Regions from separate parts of the Mus musculus genome. Here region 1 is linked to region 2. The links are chromatin contacts, called in public Hi-C maps. All regions are on one chromosome and are shown on one strand. The core of a region is the stretch at or near the end of the contact, and the rest is flanking DNA. Distances in the headings are between cores, read along the strand shown. Region 1 holds the start of Tnks (tankyrase, TRF1-interacting ankyrin-related ADP-ribose polymerase). Region 2 overlaps Tnks (tankyrase, TRF1-interacting ankyrin-related ADP-ribose polymerase).

What was found. Hi-C and Micro-C count contacts between places; a contact is called where the count stands out from the background.
Region 1: a contact with region 2 is called in a Hi-C map of bone marrow-derived macrophages, with 2.3 times the contacts expected there. The contact joins the promoter of Tnks here to the enhancer-like site in region 2. A contact is called at or near these places in 8 of 39 promoter capture datasets (the 3T3-L1 cell line, 3T3-L1-derived adipocytes, the HPC-7 cell line and 4 more), 1 of 15 datasets of contacts at CTCF or cohesin (the NIH/3T3 cell line), 16 of 484 Hi-C or Micro-C datasets (the 3T3-L1 cell line, the BV-2 cell line, ECoMG-derived neutrophils and 9 more), 8 of 115 datasets of contacts at active chromatin or transcription factors (bone marrow-derived dendritic cells, bone marrow-derived macrophages, embryonic stem cells and 2 more) and 3 of 9 other capture datasets (adipose tissue, embryonic stem cells and macrophages).

What each region holds. Positions count from the first base shown.
Region 1 is chr8:34,963,207-34,967,123 of GRCm38.p6, reverse strand. It overlaps Tnks (tankyrase, TRF1-interacting ankyrin-related ADP-ribose polymerase), which reads left to right and starts at 1,434. Exons shown (of 27, transcript NM_175091.3): 1 at 1,434-2,110. The coding sequence starts at 1,459.
Region 2 is chr8:34,876,840-34,880,603 of GRCm38.p6, reverse strand. All of the region lies in intron 5 of Tnks (tankyrase, TRF1-interacting ankyrin-related ADP-ribose polymerase), which reads left to right. Among named protein-coding and RNA genes, the nearest start is that of Dusp4, 71 kb to the right of the region's middle. Within about 2 kb of position 1,788, at least 19 of the 459 cell types and tissues checked have an H3K27ac peak or open chromatin away from gene starts, as enhancers often do. A contact at or near this core is called in bone marrow-derived macrophages and microglia, where this site is marked.

The DNA.
Region 1 (3,917 bases), core at 185-2,684, 87 kb before region 2:
CTGCTCTTTTCAAAGTGTCTGTAATCTGAGAGGACAGGATTAACATTTTAGAGACTTGCTTTACCTGTTGTCTCTGCGCTAGCAAAGCAGAAGAAAGAAGTCAGTCATTCCAGAGTACGGCCACGTCTCTCATGTCATGTGGTCTGCTCAGTCTCCGAGATTCTCGTCTGGTGCTCCCCCTCCCCCACCCCGCTCCCCCATTGCTCATTCCTGTCCCTTCTTATTCTCTGTCTAGTTAGGTTTGCATACTCCCAATGCCAGTGAGTCTTGCATGCCTCTCAGAGCATCCTTAGTCAGATTTAACTCTGAAGAGACAAACCAAGCGGTGTGTCCTCCTGACCCACTAGCATAGTTGCGGCCATTTTGTTCCATGCTTGCCAGCTATTTCATATTGTTGCTGTAATATGCCTACCAGCCTTTGACATAGAAAAATAGTTTGACTCAGAGAAGGGTCATGCTGGTCACATCCCCTGTTATGTTCTGTATGTCCTGAGGTTTGTTAATCTTAAGGAATTCCACAAAGCTTTACATAGGGCCCATCAAATTAAAGGTCATTATGAACTGTTATGTCAAAAATGGCTTAAATCAGACCTGATCACCTGGCAGAACTTCCTGCACCTGAGAAAGATCTCATTGTCGTTTGTGTGTGTGTGTTTTCCTTTATAAGCTGACAGAAAAAGATAATGTAGTTCAGATAATTCTGAGCTATGTCCATGATCTAATCAGTATTAGGGTATAAATTCAATAATCCGACTCTCAGACCCCAACACTGAGCTATTGACAGTGTGTATGTGCATGGATTCCTTTCTCCGGTATTAAGTACAAATGCTCTTAGAGAATAAAGTTCCCTTATCCTTCCCTCCTGTCCCGTGTCAGAATGAGACGTAAGAGACAGTACAAAGAGACAGTAAGGTGGAGAGATATCTAACACTGCATTTAAAAATATTCCCAATGTGCTAATTATAATTATTCTTCAGAGCGTTTGTATGCATTAGCTCACTTCATTCCTGCAAACAACTTTGTGAGGTGGGTACTATTAATTCCATTTTCGGACGAGGACGTTTGGTAGATGTTTGCATAAGTTACACTTTAATAGCTTCTTCTGAAGGGAGACACCGCAGACTGACGGGTACCCGAGGGAAGACTGAAGCCGACCGAAGCAATCCCGCAGAAAGTGAAGGAAGGCAGAAGTTTCTCAGACAGGTAGTGGCTCACCACAACTTTCAAATCTGCCCAGCCAGCCCGCCAGGGCGTCACAAAAGCCCGTCGCTCCACTACTAAGCCACGCCCCCAGGCTGGTTGTTCTCTGAGCTTCCAATACTTCCCTTCTTCTCTCGGACTCCACCCACTTCGGCAGGAATCATTTCCGGGTATGTTGGATCCCGATTGGTCCAGAATCCGGAAGTGAGGGCGGGCGGTGGCGCCGTTGCCGCAGTGACAGTACGGGGGAGTGGGAAGATGGCGGCGTCGCGTCGCTCTCAGCATCATCACCACCATCATCAGCAACAGCTCCAGCCCGCCCCAGGGGCTTCGGCTCCGCCACCGCCACCTCCCCCGCCGCTCAGCCCGGGCTTGGCCCCGGGACCCACCCCTGCCTCGCCTACGGCCGGCGGCCTGGCGCCCTTCGCCTCCCCGCGGCACGGCCTGGCGCTGCCGGAGGGGGATGGCAGCCGGGACCCGCCCGACAGGCCGCGATCTCCCGACCCGGTGGACGGCGCCGTCTGCACCGTGGCTGCTCCGGCCGCGGTCCCGGCAGCTTCCGCCGCCGTCGGGGTCGCTCCCACCCCAGCCGGCGGCGGCGGCGGCGGCGGGAACAACTCCGCGTCGTCCGCTTCTTCCCCGACTTCGTCTTCGTCTTCCTCCCCGTCCTCCCCTGGCTCGAGCTTAGCGGAGAGTCCCGAGGCGGCCGGAGTTGGCTCCACGGCAACTTTGGGAGCCGGGGCGGCGGGCCTCGGCCCGGGGGTCCCAGCCGTGAGTGGGGCCCTGCGGGAGCTGCTCGAGGCCTGTCGGAATGGGGACGTGTCCCGGGTGAAGAGGTTGGTGGACGCCGCGAACGTGAATGCCAAGGACATGGCCGGCCGAAAGTCTTCTCCCCTGCACTTCGCAGCAGGTCTGTCTGGGACTTGAGAATTGTGGTTTACGGGGTTCGGAGCGGAGGGTGGGTGATTGGACCCAGGACAAAGAAGTTACAGGTTGTTAGCAGGACTTCACCCCGAGAGCTGAAGTTTTTAGTGCATGGGTGGTGGGGACTTGGAAGCGGGGACGAGGTGTGAATTCACCCCTCAGTGTTTGCAACCGTGGTACTTCAACTTATGCAAACTCTGTGTAGCGGTCAACCCTGGATGTGGGCATGCTTAAAACTTTTTCAGTTCAGAGTGTGCCTGCCTGGGACAAGTTGCATTTGAGTCGCTTTAGGGACAGCTTTGTCGTTCGTGAGACAGTTTTGTTTTTGTTTTTGTTTTCGGCACGGTTTTGTCCCCGGAGGACAGACAGTCCCGGGCCAAAAGAAGTGTACGGTAACTCAACAAGTGTTTTAAGAATCTCTCATATTCTTAAGATACACAACGCAAGACAATGGGGTTTGTGAAACGTCACGTTTTCTATGAAGTCGACTGTCTGTTTGGAGAGACTACAGCGGGCCAGTCGGAGACAGTAGTGATAAGGGTATTGTGTGCCTTATGATAAGGGGCAGAGAGAGACAGAGAGCGAGAGAGAGAGCGAGAGCGAGGGCGCAGCTTTGAGGTCCATTGTGTATTTACCTTGTCTCTCAGCTCATTTTCTTAGAGACAAAGATGAGAGGTTGTTTGAGCAAGGATCTAGGAAGAAGTCTCTGGCGGGGAAACTCTCCACATAGGCACTGATTGCTAAATGCTGAACTGAACTTTTTTTTGCCCCATCCCCCTTCTGAGTATGTAGTTGTTTTCTTTTTGAAACGCAGAATATTTTTATAAAACACAGAAATGTAGAACAAAACTAAAAGGGCTGTAATCTCACTGCTTTGATACTTTTGGTTGATTTTTTTTTTTAAATATAGGTGATGCCCTTAAAACAGTACCTTTGAAGTGTGTACTTACACATTTATTATAAATTCAAATAGGACAGAAAGATACAAAATTAAAAGACACTTTTAAAATAAAGTATCAAACATTCCACTTTTAAATGTTAGTTTTTCTTAAAAAATTTTTTTTCATGAGTACATGTAATTCATTAATGTTCTGTGGTGTGATGCCAGGTGCGTGTGTGTGTGTGTGTGTGTGTGTGTGTGTGTGTGTGTGTGGGGACAAGAGGGCAATCCATTCCCTGGAATAGGAGTTACAGGTAGTTGTGGGTCACCCAGCAAGGGTGCTCAGCTACTTTGGAAGAGTAAGCAGTGCTTAATTAACTTCAGAGCATCTCTCCAGCGCCTTTTCTGTCTTGAGATGCAGTCGAACACCAACCAGGACTTTGCTTTTGCTGGGGAAGCGCTCTACCACTGGGCTCCATGCACCTCCAGCTCCCTCCTCTTGTTGCACATTTCAGTGGGTGTGAACTCCTTCAGCTCTGGAAACGTAAGCTTAGAAGTTTATATATGTATTTTCCCCTATATCTTGGCAGGTCCTGGGATTCTCATTTTACAGATGATAAGGTGAGGCACACATGTTTAAGTGAGTCTAGTTCACAAGCAAAGTAGGGAAACATTGCTGTTGAGTCAGCAGTTTGATTTCCAGCGTAAGCTATAATCTATACTTGGGTTTGGAATTGCAGTGCCCAGTTCCTAAATTACTTGGTGTTTTGGGGAGAAAGTCGTTGTCTGGGGCTCATGGAAAGAGATAGCTAGGTTTGTTTGTTTTTTTGTTTGTTTGTTTAATTTTAGCCATTGCTTAGAGCTTATATTGTTACAATTTAATCAGAACTTTGAGGAAATGGGAACTACACTC
Region 2 (3,764 bases), core at 539-3,038:
CTGAGAAAAACTCAAACTGATGGCTTCTTAGTCTCCTTGGGATTTCCATAGGATGATGTTAAGTTAAAGTAGCATTAAGTCGGCATTTAGAGCTCCATTGTCTCACAAGTTACCCTGCGAGTTCTCATTCTTCTCTACTCTTTTGTTTCATCTTCATAATTCATACGTGTAAAATAGTTTTTATATCTTCACTTCAAACTTCTTTTAAGATTACCTTTCCAGCACTACTAGAGGTCAAGTCTAGGGCCTTCTCCATGCTAAGCAGGTGCTTCACCTCAGAGATAATATCCCCAGCCTTCATTTTATTTTGAGATGGAGGTCTTGCTAAGTTACATGGGCTGGCCTTGAACTTGCAGGCCTCATGCATCCAGAACCCACTTTGAATCTAAGGTAGTTGAAATGTAGAATACACGTTTTATAAAGCATGGCATAGTTCTATAACTTTGAATTCAGACATTTGCATTCTTTCCTAAAGATGAGGCTGTGTCACTTTGGAAGATTGTGCTCTCTGAGGCTGTAAACTACCAGTTAACCTGCCCTGTAGCCCATCTGAGTTCACAGACGCTCACTAGGCAGAGGCCTTAAGTGACAGCTGGTCTAGTCTGTCAGTGCAGTTGGGACCTTCTCAAGGAATAAAACCAACAGGTTGTGTTTAAATTAATTCTTTGAAAAGAGCTCTTCCTGGCTGAAAACTCAGTTTGATCTGGATGTAGCATCTGTTTGGTTATCTAAGAAGAGATACTAACCAACAAAGGAATAGCCACCTCTTGTTCTGTAAATAGTTGACACAATTGGAGGAGCTTGCTTCAAGAAGAGAGCAAGTGTCTATCTTTCTGAGGGTTCTGGAGAAAATTCTTCTATGGGAAGAAAGTAGAATAAAGCTTGCTTTCCATATGTAGTCCATTCCTTGTCCTGTATCTCCAGGCAGCTTCTGATACTAAGAAGACCATCAGTTCTGGGTGCTCATTGCAGTGGTGTGGCCCCACTGTGGCTGTACTTCATTGCAGTGACCTGAGAGTCTGAGCATGCCTTGCCACAGATACTAACTTACTTGCCACTCAGTCATAGCTGTCCATTTCGGAAGGTCCATTGTGAGTCTGAGCTGCTGTCAGTGGAAGGAAAGGAATACAGAGCGAGAGTGGTGTCACCTCTCCTATTCCCTGTTCCCTGGCTTCTTCATTTGTCCTGTGGTGGTAATCATAGTTTCAAACCTAGATACTTACTGTGTTAGCCTGTTAATACACACACACTTTGTAATATTCTTGGTGGTTGTCTGTAAGCATTAAGAAACTTCATAGATGCTGATCTTCATAATTACACGACCTAAAAGGCAGGGCTCAGCAAGGAGATGCACTTATTTCCAGGGATGCGTGCCCATATTGATTTTCTGGCTTTTAATTTGTTTGGATTCTCATCTAAATATCAGTGTCTCAAAGAGCTTCTTAGAGCTTTCCATCATAGCAGATTAATCATGTCTCTGTTGATAGGAATTTAATCAAGTTCTGATTCTGTTTGTTGTCTTTGCCTAGGAATTTTGATTTAATGGCTGATGTAGTCTTTTATTTGTATCAGAAAAAACACTGATCTGGTTTTTTTTTTTTTTACCAAGTAATAGATCCAAATGAGATATGCTTTAGTAAAATAGAGCAAGAATTGAAATACTTAAATACTCATTTATAGGCAGTGAGTAAATAATCATGGAACAGCCACACAGTAGACATACTGTACATATATAAAAAGAGGAAGATAGACTTCTGTAATAGCAGAGGAGGAGGAAGAACATCAAGTCACAGGAGAGTAGAACACAGTCCTATTGGTGTGACAAAACATACTTGAGGAAACGCAAGCACTCTCATAGACAGAGTCTCCACGGGTCTTTGAGCAGCTGTCAGTGTGATTTGCCTCTGGGAAAGAGGCTTGCTGCAGAATAATACAACTGTTTGTTTTGTTTTCTGCACTGCTTGAATTTTCGGACAGAATATATTAATCTGTATGTTTAAAGGGGTTCTATTCTGGAGAGGATGGTTAGTATAAAGAAATTGGTAATTTGAGACCAGCTAAAATTGAGGAAATACATATGTGAATGTTTTTTAAGGCAGACCTTAAAGGCTAGATATTATTTATAGGCCAAAAAAGTTGGATTTTCAGGCTGTGTATTTGTTTACATGTATATATATTTCCTAAGACAGAGTTTAAAGGTAAGATAATTTCTACATTCACTCATAGATTGATAGAAGTATTCTTGCAAACTGATAGCAAATGCTGTGCTTTTCTTAAGAAGAAGCTGGGCTTCTATAAACTGTGTAGGAATCGGTGAGAGAGTTAAAAAGGTTTTTTTGAAGGAGGAAAGGTAAGTTCCAGTTTATCAGCAACACTGATGTAGCCCCAAGCTGCATTAGCAAGGAGACAGGCCTTTTCTTCACTAGGGCAGGGTTTTAACAACAGCAGAAATCAGGGTGCATAAAAACTGTTTTTCATTTGAGAAATTTACAATACACAGTAACCAATTATATTAATCTTGATTCTTGCAAACTAATTTTACATAAACAACCATAAAATATGAATATTGACATCAACATTAGATTATGAGATTCATTTTGTTTGATAACTTGGAAGTCTGAGAGGAAAACGCTGTAAGGTTTAGGGGCGTCTGTGGAGTGTGTGAAGGGGAACTTTCAGTCCCCTAAAAGTTTTTGGAGATTACTTTGGGGGTCTAGGGGGTCAAAATTGATGACAGAAGCTCATGGGACAATGACTCATCAGTTAGGTGATTATTCAAATGTGGGAAACAAATGCATGGGTATTTTATAGTTCTTTAAACTTGTTTTTAGTGAAGCAAAGATTTCATATTTGTATGTTGAAAAATTATGAAGCTATTTTACAAAATAATTTTGTAGTTGAAACTATAGAGAAAGAATCTGGAGTAAAATTCAAAGTAAACAGTATCTTATATTGTTGAATGTATGGAGCTAAGAAAGACTGCTTTAGTCTTTGGAAGAAATAACACAGTAGATGACAAAATTGGCAGCTTTCATTATCTTGAACTAAGTCTTAATAAGTAGTGTCCTTAGTGTACTAAAGTAATAGATCTTATTTGGAACACAAGTGCATTTAAGGATACACACAAGCATGTACACACACACACACACACACACACACACACACATACACATTGTAGCTTTGGGTTCTTAACCTTAGTCATGCAGCCATTTAACATGATTTTCATGCTGTGACCCCCAACCATAAAATTATTATTGTTACTACTTCATAACTGTAATTTTGCTGTTGCTGTGAAGCATAATGTAAATATCTGTTATACAGGATATGCAACCCCCAAGAAAGGGTCATTTGATACCCCCCACCCATCCACCCCCAGTTGAAAACCACTGCTCTCTAGACACTAAGAAGTTTGACCAGTGTTAAATCTGCCTGGTACCCTGATAACCACAGTGAGTTTCCTGGAGCTGGGAAAGTCCTGGACAGCAAACAAGCTGGTCATCAGCGCTTGGACAATTCCAGAGGGTTTGATGTAGGCCACACTAAATCTTCCTCTTAACGACAGAAAAGAAAAGCACTATATGCGTACTATAAACAGCTCTCTGATGACTTACATGATAACTTTGCAGTGGAAGTTTTCCCTGGGAAATACATCAAATACCACACATTCCTGTTAAGAAATGTCAGTTTAAACCTTTACACAAAGTTATAGGCAGATTCACCATCTTAGTTTCACTTCTCATCGCTGTGATAAGACAGATACAACA